3 separate regions of the Mus musculus genome follow, and regions 1 and 3 are each linked to region 2. A link is a contact called in public HiCAR-type and HiChIP or PLAC-seq data. All regions are on one chromosome and are shown on one strand. Each heading gives the region's core, a stretch centred on a gene start, on an enhancer-like site or on the middle of the called end of the contact. The rest is flanking DNA. Distances are from core to core; before and after follow the strand shown.

The links. HiCAR-type assays count read pairs that join an accessible place to other places. HiChIP or PLAC-seq counts read pairs in DNA pulled down with a chosen protein or histone mark.
Region 1: a contact with region 2 is called in an H3K4me3 HiChIP or PLAC-seq map of embryonic midbrain, with 5 times the contacts expected there. The contact joins the promoter of Amz1 here to the promoter of Fscn1 in region 2. A contact is called at or near these places in 1 of 39 promoter capture datasets (embryonic stem cells) and 3 of 115 datasets of contacts at active chromatin or transcription factors (embryonic forebrain, embryonic hindbrain and embryonic midbrain).
Region 3: a contact with region 2 is called in a HiCAR-type map of astrocytes, with 2.8 times the contacts expected there. The contact joins the promoter of Gna12 here to the promoter of Fscn1 in region 2. A contact is called at or near these places in 3 of 115 datasets of contacts at active chromatin or transcription factors (astrocytes, embryonic forebrain and neural tube).

Annotation. Positions count from the first base shown.
Region 1 is chr5:140,722,565-140,726,365 of GRCm38.p6, forward strand. Amz1 (archaelysin family metallopeptidase 1) reads left to right here and starts at 1,563. Exons shown (of 8, transcript NM_173405.2): 1 at 1,563-1,604; 2 at 1,810-1,907.
Region 2 is chr5:142,958,650-142,962,108 of GRCm38.p6, forward strand. Fscn1 (fascin actin-bundling protein 1) reads left to right here and starts at 1,706. Exons shown (of 5, transcript NM_007984.2): 1 at 1,706-2,631. The coding sequence starts at 1,800.
Region 3 is chr5:140,828,996-140,832,982 of GRCm38.p6, forward strand. It overlaps Gna12 (guanine nucleotide binding protein, alpha 12), which reads right to left and starts at 1,436. Exons shown (of 4, transcript NM_010302.2): 1 at 999-1,436. The coding sequence starts at 1,301.

The DNA of each region.
Region 1 (3,801 bases), core at 313-2,812, 2.2 Mb before region 2:
TCAAAAGGCCAGATTTGCACCATCTGCTCCAGTCCCTCCACCCCTCACCCCAACCCTGTGTATGTGTGTGTGTGTGTGTGTGTGTGTGTGTGTGTGTGTGTAGGCTGTAGGTTGACATCAGGTATCTTTCTCTCTTTCTTCTCCTTCCTCTTGCACCTTTGGGTGAGTGCCCACAGAAGCCAAAAGACAGTGCTGGATCCCACGGAACTGGGGGACCCAGGTGGTTGTGATCCTCCTGATACGTTGTTGGGAAGAGCAGCCGGTCCCCTTAACCACCGATCGAGCTTCCCCACCTTGGCTTTTGAGACAAGGTCTTTCTCATTCAACTCTGTTTTCACCGGGTTGGTTAGACTGACCATCAGTGAGCTCTGTTGGACTCTGTACTGGGATCACATGGGGACCAAGCTTACAGCACCCTAGCCTTTGGGGGGTGGAGGGGGACAAGCTAGACTCCATTCAATCCACATTACAATGTAGCATCATCAGCCTAGAGTCCCCAGAGTCAGTGACGTTCAGTGACTTTGCCTCCCACCTTGCCCCGGGCTTCCCACTGACCAACCTCATTCTGCAAATATTCCTCCCTGTGTAACCGTTCGTCTCTTTAGTTTATAAATCAGTGTCCATGTGTGTGCGTGCACCACGTGTATTTAGATCTTCTGGAGGAGCAGTGGACCCTCAGCCTCTCTCCTGTTTCTCCACACTATCTTTTGAGACAGGCTCTCAACTGAACCTGGAGCTCCCAGGCTAGGTTGGCTGGCTTGTAAGCCCCAGGGATTTCTCCGCCCCTGCTTCCCCGGCTCTGGAATTATAAGGGCGTACTCCTGCATCTGCCTTTTATGTAGGTGCTACGAGGTCTGGATTTGAGTCCTCATGCCTATGTGGAAATCACTTTACAGACAGAACCATAGATCTGTCATCTTTTATTGTCCAAAATGAGCCAGGAGAGAGGCCTGGGCAGAAGGGTGAGAAAAGACTTCTGATAGGAGCCAGGCAAGGAACAGTGCAGGATGCGTGGAGTCAGGGAGAGGAGATGAGCAGGGTGCTGAGCGAGTGGTCGTCTAAGGGGTACCCAGCATCCCCTCCTGGTCTCAAGTCTCAAAGAAGATGGATGGAGGGCCTTGATTCTCAGAAGACTGTTAGCTGACCTCCCTAGGACAGGGCCTTCTGAGGGGATTTGGGGAAACTGAGTCAGCCCCAGACCTCATCCTCCGTAAACCTACATTATAGACAACACTGTAGCCCCAGCCATCATCAGCACGGAGTGATTATGCCAGGAGGTTTGTTGAATGACTGAATGACCTAAGTCTGCTCCTGTGCCAGGCAGCCTAGAACCCCCTTCATGAGGTGTAAGCCTAGGCCACTCGTGGGACACTCCCCTGTTTGTGCCAGAGGCGGAGGACACAGAGACCTCCCATCTCGCCCCCTCTGTGGGACCCTCTTCCCCACACACATCAGTTCCTGTCAGAGCCAAGATGTGTCGCCATGGAAACTGCTTGGCAAAGGCTGGCAGGCAGAGGCGGCCAGCAGCCGCTCACACTACCCAGCTCCTGGCGGCACCCGTTGAAGTGACACGAGCGTGCCTGGCGGTGTGTGGCATGTGTGCGGTAAGTGAGGGCTTGGGTAGGCACATAAGTGTTTGTGTGATGTGTGTCAGAGGTGGTCTGGGAGTGTGTGCTCTTGTGTGTGCATACATGTGCATGTGTGTCAACAGGGTGAACTGTGGCCGTATGCATGCGCTCTGGGTGTGATGGCTGCTGGGTGCGCACAGTGATGGGAAATAGAGGACTGATGGGGATGTGTGCACTACAGGCTGGGTGTCACTAGGTGAAGGACCAGACCAAGGTGCCCTGCAGTTGCTGTCCCCACCCTCGAAGTGGACCTCCTAGCCAAAGACAGCCACGGCTCAGGTAATTATCCGTCAGAAGGAGTGCATGACTGGAGGGCTTCTGGGAGGCGGCAGCTACTGGGAGTCAGGCAGGTGAAGGGGAGAAGAGCAGTTATCTAGGTACAGCCTGGAGTCTGGGAGTGATGAAGAAAGACTGGAAAAGAGGAGAGACAGCCAGTAGGGATGAATAAGGTTGGCTTGCACTCAAATTTTAAAAGGCCATCTTCCTAGAATGGGGGTGCCAGAAAAGGCACCCACAGAGGTGGCACATGGGGTGAGAGGACAAACGGCTGGGACAGACAGAGCCAGGTGGCTAGGAAGCTTTGATGCTCCAGGGACAAGATGGGGCTTTCTCGTGAGACTAAGGGACACCTGAGGATCTTGCTGTGCAGGAGGACTGGGCTTGAACGGAGAGAGGTCAGGTGGAGCCAGCTGTGCTGGGCAGTCGGGAGAAAAAAATATATATATATATGGAGGTTGACCAGATGTTTCAAAGTGAGTGCAAGCCTGTGGGTAGGGTAGAGGAGTGTCTGGGAGGCATGCAACTTCTGCAGTGTGAGAGCATATAAAGAGAAGTTTGGGTCCCCAGGGTCTTGTCCCCAGGATCTGAGGACAGTACCATGCTCTCCATGTGCTACTTGTTCTCTATCCTTGTAGCCCCCCACCCCAGCTCTTTTATCTATGTGGGGGATGAAGATACTTTGGTGACCCCACCCTCCAGGTGCCTAGAGCCACCAGAAGCCCCAGGGTGGGCTGTTCCCTGGCTCCCAGGCCCATGCTCTCCTGAAGGGAATGCCTGTGCCTCATCCTGCCCCCCCCCTTAGGGTGCATGGACTGCCAAGGTGACAGAGACAGATGTCACTGGGCATGTGGTGGACACGAGGAACAAACCTCCATTTGGGGGTCTTGCTCAGATCCCCCTCTCAGGTGTCTTCCCACACTGGGGGCTACCTGGATGCCACTGCAGGGGTCTGTTGCTGCCAGGCTGCGCCTTGGTTCCTTACAAGCCTGTCCAGGACAACCCTGTCTTCTGGGGGTTCCTTCTCCCGCTAGCACCCACTCCTACTATACTCTGTGTCTCCCCTGGGTGACGCTTCCCACCTACAAAAGGATTTAAAAAGGCTTTCTCCATGACAGGGCACAGCTAAGACTCTGAAGCCCCTTGTCAGCCAGCACCTCCCCTCCCTGCCAGGAGGAGGTAAGATAAGGTGCAATGAATGAGGGGGCTGGTGCGTGGGACACCCCTCTTTCTGCAGCCTACTCTGGGCACCCTGAGATGACTTTGCCTTTTTAAGTTGTTGGTGTCTCAGTGCAAGGACTTTGGGGACATTTTCAGGCAGTTCTAAATCGAGGGGAACTGTGACAGGGACTGATGTCGCTGGGCATGTGGTGGCATGAGGATCATGTCTCAACCCCTCCTCTGTGCCTGCCTTCGATGGACGATTTCTAGCTAGGAAACAACAGGTGGGCTCTCTCCCCACCCCTAAGCACATAAAATGGAGGAGGGAGGGGAGGAGGGATGAGGCCAGACCTGGGCAGAGATAAGACAGAGACGAGAGGCTAAACAGCCTAGTCTTAATGCCCAAGCCATCCTGCACCCAAGATTTGGTCTAGCCTTGGGAATCCCTAGGAGCCTGTCTTCATAGTTGGCAGCTCCCTATCCTGTCCCTATCCTGTAAAGCCTTCACTATTTGTTGAGCATAACTTTCCATTGAGACACTCACCCCGCCTCCCAGTCTTAGTCACCCTGGCTGCTGTCTGGGGGGAACAAGGGATCTCAGAACTGGGGGGACCTGGTGTGAATACTAATTGGACTGCTCACAGGGCGGCTTCACAGGCTGATCGTAGATGGCTGGACCCTGGCCAGGGCCGGCTGGGCCTGCTTTGGAGCCCTGTGCACCCCCACCATTGAATCA
Region 2 (3,459 bases), core at 456-2,955:
AAGCCTAAAGCTCTCGGATGGCCAGCACGCCCATGCCCTGACGTGAAGTTCAGTGACTAATCAATACAGAGCGTTCACGGAGCCCTGACACATAGCAGCATTGACTTAACCTTAACAGCCTGGTGTGTAATGAGGCCAACTTGTCCGATTCTGCCCACGATGCGATGCTCTGGGTTAAACAGGTTTGAACAGAGTACCGGATGGCAGAGAGGGCACCCTCAGTATCGGGTTTTGGCTGTTACTGCTTCCAGTCTTCTGACCTGCTCCCTCAAGGCTGGTCTTAAACTCAAAGCAATCCTCCTGTCCCTGCTTCTCAAGTTCTGGAATTACAAGTGTGACTCACTGTACCCAGGAATATGTGTCTTTATTACAGAGGAAGGAGAGCTCAGAGAGTGAGAGTAACCTGTGCAAAGTCCCACAGCAGGAGAGGATGGCTGGCTATCGGCCGCGAACTTGGTGACCTTTCCTGTGACCTCTAAGGGAGGAACTAGATGTCCCAGCAAGGATTCTAGGGACTTGTCAGGACTGACCTTTGATGATGGGAAAGCCATGCCATCTCCCCTTCCCCTTTGATGGTCGCTGGAGGGGTTTGCCTGGGACAGAGATGCGTTTGGACACAGATCACCGTGAAGACTGGTCAGTTTCAGTACCCTGCCCAGCCTGTGGCTGGGAAGGGCCAGGGGCCCAGATCTTGTGGGCAGCCTGGGGTAGGGCCAGCATTCCAGGGGCCTGCCTGGCATGTGGGGAATGTCCCAGGAGAAGTCTCAGTCCTCCAGAAACTCAAAGGGAAGTGTTCTTACGTGGGGTGGTGTGTGGTGGGAGGTGGGAGGTGGTGTTTGTGGGAATGTCCCTCTGGTCTGGAACCCTGAGGGGCTGCAGTTAGGAGGTACATTGGGGCTGTGCCATTCTAGGGAGCTGACCTGCTTTTCTGATGTCTTCATAAACAGAGACCACTATTCCTGCCTTACCTACCCTGCTTCCTGGTAGACCAGCACCCCGGGGCTTGAGCATCACCACAGTAGGGACTTTTGTGGGCCACTGACTTGGGCCACAGTTACCACAATTTATTTAGAGTCAGCAAGGTGGCTGTACTCTATGCTGACCCGGGAATAGAAATCTCGGTTTCTGCTCAGGAGGCCCAGGCTACAAGGCCTTGAAAAACCCTGAGGCGGGCGGGGCAGGTAGGGCTCTGCATGCGCCTCTCTAGAAATTAACCTCCTTTCTACCCCAGACCCTTCTGGCGTCTCTGGCTTCTTCAAGGACCGGCTCTAAGGCTACTTCCTGGTACACCCTGGACCCTCCCTCCATCCTGAAGGGATCATTATCTTAAACCTGGTCCTTCCCATCGACTGGGTTTGGGGGTAGGGGTGTTTCAGGATGGCCTCAGAGAGCAGGAGAAAGTTGGAGATCAGCCAACTACTGCAGAGCACGACTGTGGAGGAACAGTTAAATGGACTAGCAAACACGAACGGGCCAGAGGCAGAAGGACTGCTATGAGTTCGAGTCCAGCCTGAGCCACACAGATACTTCAAGCCTAGTCTGAGTTACAGAGTGAAACCCGGTCTTAAACCCCAGAAAAACACTCCGGGGAAGCGCAGGGGACCGGGCGCGCGCTGCAGAGCCCCCTCCCCGGCAGGCCCGGGTAGGGGCGTGGCCACGGTGACGTCATCCTCCTATAAAACCCTGGGCGCCGCCGGGCTGGCTTTGTGGAGAACTGCAGCGGGCTAAGCCGTGTTGAACAAAGGAGGTCGGGCACAGCTATCCAAGCTCCCGGGGCCACCGGGCCGCCCTCCGCCACCATGACCGCCAACGGCACGGCAGAGGCTGTGCAGATTCAGTTCGGGCTCATCAGCTGCGGCAACAAGTACCTGACAGCCGAGGCGTTCGGGTTCAAGGTGAACGCATCCGCTAGTAGCTTGAAAAAGAAGCAGATCTGGACGCTGGAGCAACCTCCCGATGAGGCGGGCAGCGCGGCCGTGTGTCTGCGCAGCCACCTGGGTCGCTACCTGGCCGCCGACAAGGACGGCAACGTGACCTGCGAGCGCGAGGTGCCCGACGGCGACTGCCGCTTTCTCGTCGTGGCGCACGACGACGGCCGCTGGTCGCTGCAGTCCGAGGCTCACCGGCGCTACTTTGGCGGCACCGAGGACCGCCTGTCCTGCTTCGCGCAGAGCGTGTCGCCGGCCGAGAAGTGGAGCGTGCACATCGCCATGCACCCGCAGGTTAACATCTACAGCGTTACCCGCAAGCGCTACGCGCATCTGAGCGCGCGGCCGGCCGACGAGATCGCGGTAGACCGCGACGTGCCTTGGGGCGTCGACTCGCTCATCACCTTGGCCTTCCAGGACCAACGCTACAGTGTGCAGACGTCCGACCACCGCTTCCTGCGCCACGACGGGCGCCTTGTGGCACGGCCGGAGCCCGCCACGGGCTTCACGCTGGAGTTCCGCTCCGGCAAGGTGGCCTTTCGCGACTGCGAAGGTCGCTACCTGGCTCCGTCCGGGCCCAGCGGCACCCTCAAGGCTGGCAAGGCCACCAAGGTGGGCAAAGATGAGCTCTTCGCCCTGGAACAGAGCTGCGCTCAGGTGGTGCTGCAGGCGGCCAACGAGAGGAACGTGTCCACGCGCCAGGGTGAGTTGGGGACATGTCCCCTCCCTTGGGTCCTGACCCAGTGCACAAAAGCATCTCTGCACTCCTTCTATTTCCCTATTTCCTCCTGGGCTCCCTTTAGGCTCACAGGCCTCTGGGCTCCGCCATGAGGAGGTGGGCTTCTATTTTGAAAGATCTGATCTCACCAGATAGCCTTGGCTATCCTGGAACTCGCTATGTAGACTGGGCTGGCCCCGAACTCGCAGAAATCTTCCTTCCTGTCTCTTGTGCTGGGAATAAAGGCATGTACCACCCCTCTGTTCAGGACGTAGGCTTCTTCTGCTGGGAGAAGGTGACGTGGGGAAGTGGGTAAGGCCTAACACATTCTAAAGCAATACTGTCCACCACCACCCCCCCCCCCCCCGGCTGGGGGCGTGGGACTCCATAGACCTAGCTTAGATCTTCTCCGTTTCCTCTTCCTTCCCAGTCTGAGCCATCCCCATTCATGAGCCGATTCTTTAGGATAGGCTGTCCCAGGTCTTGGAGAGGAAGGGTTCCCCCTACACCCCCCCTTGTTCATTTCCTCGTGCGTCCTCTCCCGTTTCGCGGGCCTTTGGCTGGAGGGCCAGGGGACAGTCACCCCTGCCCTCCCCGCCTTAAATGGCGAGATAGAGGAGGTTGGAGGGGCTTTTGATCCCGGCGGGGTGTGCTGGGCGGGGTCGGCCCTGCGACTCTTGGTGGTGGTGGGGTTGTCCGTAGGGGCTTCCCCTCCCCCACTCCATCTCCCCTCGCTAAGGCCTGGCGCTCCGGGCCGCGGCCTTTGTGAGCAGGGGGGCGGGTCGCCACGGCTGGGCCCTCCCTCGTCCCCTT
Region 3 (3,987 bases), core at 186-2,685, 2.1 Mb before region 2:
ATGCTTTTAAAGCAGGTTTAGTGTCACATACCAAGATGTTTTCTAATACAACTATATATCTTGGATTAACTTGGAGACTGGGGTCGGGGTGAGGCCGGGGGTACAGGTAGGGAGGTGGTTAGGGACGAACACGATTGGCACAGAACTGACCCTTGTTTCAATGCTGGGTAGTGGGTGTCTCGAAGCTCCTTCTAACATCTCACCTAACTTGGTGTGTATGTTAAATCACCATACTAAAAGGTTTAAAGAACAAAGTATGGGTGGCACATGCCTGTAATCCTACCACTGGGGAGACGGGTCAGAAGGATAAGGAGTTTAAGGTCAGCCTTGTCTACATGGCAAGGCCAGCCTGGGCTTCATGACTCCCTATCTCAAAAATACAAACACTGGCAACTTAGTCTAGTTAGTAATGTCCTCCCTAGCACGCATGAAGTTCTGGATTCAATCCCAGCACTACACGAACAAAGTATGGTGACACAGCGCCCTCCTCCTCTGTAATTCCAGGATTTGAGAAGTTGAGGAGAGAAAGGATCAGGAGTTCAAGGTCATTCTTAGCTACAGAGTGAGTTCAAGGCCAGTCTGGGGTATATGATATAATGTGTGTGTGTGTGTGTGGTGGGGGGAATAAAATGGTCAATTCTCATTTACAAATAAAAAACGAAGGCTGATGTCCTCCAACCTACACTATAAACTTTGCATGCTGGAGGGACAGGGAGAGTTGGCGACCCTCAATCCACGTGTCCAGCCCTAACACCCTATTTGTAACCCAAGTCCCTGAGAGTGGTCCAGCTTGCATTCCCACGGTCCCCAAGCGTCCAGGGCTCTGCAAATCTATCGCGCCCCTGGGAGGTCACGGGAGTAACCCCAACTGCATTGCTTGAGGTCCCTATTGGAAGGGAGGGGCGCCGGGTGGCAGGGTCGCGGGTCCGTGGAGAACAAAGGGGGCGGGGCCCGCGCGCCACCTGGACCAGGTGTGTGTGGGCGGGGCCGCGCGTCACCTTAAGGATGTTGTCGAAGATGGTGTCGCGGAACTCCAGCAGCGCCTTCTGGTCGAACTCCCGGCCGTGGATGATGCGCATCTGCTTGAGGAAGGTGGACTTGCCGCTCTCGCCGGCGCCCAGCAGCAGGATCTTGACCAGCCGCCGCACCGCGCGCCGCTCGCGGGCCAGCAGCGCGTCGATGTCGCGGCTGCGCCGTCGGGCCTCGCGCTCCGCGTCGCGCGCCGCGCCCGCCCTGCGCTCGCGGGCTCCGGCCTCGGCCGGCAGCAAGCAGCGGCTAAGGGTCCGCACCACCCCGGACATGGCCGCCCTCAGGCCGCGGCCGCGCCCCGCTGGGGCCCGCGCGCCATGGACGCCCCTCAGCCGGCGCGGCCCTGCCGGGCCAGGCGCCGCCCCGCCCGCCGCTCCCTCAGGCTGCGTCCGCCGCCGCCGCCCCGAGGCCCTCACTCGCCGGGCCGGCTGAGGGGCGGAGGGGAAGGCGCGGAGGGCGGGGCGGCGCCGCGCAGAAACTCTTTTATTGGTTGGGAAGTCTTCTATCTTGGGCAGCGCGCTTTTTTACTGGACAAGCGTGCCTTGGAGGAGGCGGGCACTCCTGTGGTCCTTGGGGCGGAGCCGGTGCCGAAAAAGGCGGGATCTTTTCGATGAGGGAGCTTCTTATTGGACTGCTGAGCAAACTTCTTTCTTTCAGAATGAAAGGGAGGTGGGGCCATTGAGGAGGAGGAGCTGAAGCCCTTCGCAACCAATTAGAAGTGCTCTGATCGTTTGTCAGTCACAATAACTACGCTTGGGATTGGAAGTTGTGGGAAATGGGGCGAGGCCAAAAGTGCCAGGTGTACAGAGTGACTCTCTGCCTTGATTCCCAGGTTGGTCCGGCTGTGAGCCCAAGATGTGGCTGCAAAGTTGGGAAATAGCGATGAGGTCCTCCTGCTCTTAAGTTTAGGGAGAAAGCTCAGTCGTTTTCCTTCCAAAAACATTGAAGCAGGGTGGGTCATCATTTTCAAACAAAAGCTGCTTTGAGTGTTACATGGGCCCCAAATAAGGAGAAAACAAACAAACAAAATTATTGTATGGGTCTCCCTAGGCACTTTCTTAAAATATGATTAAGGGGAGATGGTTCAGTGGGAAAGAACTGTGAAAGTGTGAGGACATGAGTTCAAATTTCCAGTTGTGCCTGTAACCCCACCTCTCAAAACCCAAGATAAGACCAATTCCAGTAACTTGCTGTGCAGCTATCCTAGCCCCAATGATAAGCTTAAGGTTCAGTGAGAGAAGCTGTTTGAAACGTTACAGAGGGGAGGCAGTTGAGCGACTTCTTGGCCTTTGTATGTATGTGCACTGGCGCGCGCACACACACACACACACACACACACACTTGCACACACATGCACGAGCGCGCACACACACATCTGTGTTTGTCATAATCACTCAGGCAGTTTGATGTGGAATAGTGGTCTGAAGTGTGGTGTCTGAAGGGTGTTGGTGCTGCATGGAGAATCATTACAGAAGCAAGAGAATTGAGATGAGTTTGAAGCCAGCCAGGGCTACATAGTAACTCTCTCACCATCTTGGCTAGAGATGATGTTGCAAGAGGAGGTCAAGCTTGTGTGATATAATCCCAGTATTGAGAGAGCCCGAGACAGGAAAATATGGAATTTGAGGCCAGCCTGGACTAAAGCTTGACTCTGTCTCAAAATGTTTTTTTTCAATATGTGTACCTGTTCCATATCCCACTTTCTATTACAAACAGAAGACAACCTTTGGTGTTGGCCCTTGCCTTCCACCTTGTGTGAGGCAGGGTTTCTTATTGTTTGCCATTGCATATGCTGGGGTAGCTGGCTCAGAAACTGAAGATAGCCCATCTCTACTTCCCATCTTGCTTGGAGTACAGATGCCTGCTACTGCGTCTGGCTGTGTGTGGATTCTAGCGAATCTGAACACAGGTCCTCACTCCTTTGAAGCCAATGCTGTACCCACTAAGGGATCACCCCAGCTCACGGTTTATTGTCTTTTAAGAGAGGTCTCATTTATCTCAGGCTGGGAAAATTACAGCCAAGGATGACTTTAAACTCCTGATCTTCCCGCCTTTGCTTCCTAAATGCATGCCATGACACCTAAGAATATGTTTCTAAGACAGAAAATGGGGGAATCTGAACCCATGGACTAGAGTTCAAACCTTATTCAGTTTTAAAAACCTAAATTAATTCACAGTTTTCGGCAAATGCTCCAGACATTTACAAATAACTTTATAAATAGCTTGATGCTGGTGTTTATAGAATCATTAACTATTTTAAAGGGCCATTTAGCTTTTTTTTTTTAGTGACACATTGTGGTGTTTTATGGGAGAAATTATATACTGTTGATAGTATCTAATTTGGGACTTTGACAAGGGTTCTGGCCATATCCTTCACATTTGCTAAAAGGCTAAAGTGCTTGAAATAAACACGTGTATCCATGCACTCCATAATAGTCTCTTAATTACCCCTGGCATTTATATGGCATGCTGTAATTTCTAAAGTGCTTTACATACATTATCTGATGTCATCTGTTCTCTCCACACCGCTGGGAGAGAGGCAAGTTACAGGGTAGCTCTAATAAAACAATCGGAGGGCTGGAGAGATGGCTGGCTCAGTAAAGTGCCTGCCAGAGCAAGCGGGGACCCCTGACTTTTGATTCCCCAGAACCTATGGAAAATGCCCGGGTGCTAGTGTGTGGCTCCAATCCCTAGTGGAGGTCAGGAGAAGAGAGAGAGAGAGAGAGAGAGAGAGAGAGAGAGAGAGAGAGAATATCATTCTGGAAGCTTACTGGCCAGCCAGGCCAGCTGAATCAATGAGTTTCAGATTCTCCTGTGTCTAATTTGCTCTTCTGTACTCGTGATGACAGACCATGACCAAAAGCAACTTGGAGAGGAAGGGGGTTATTTTAGCTTACAGTTACAGTTTACCACTGGAAGCCAAGGCAGGAACTCAAGGCAAGAGGTTGAAGCAGAGAC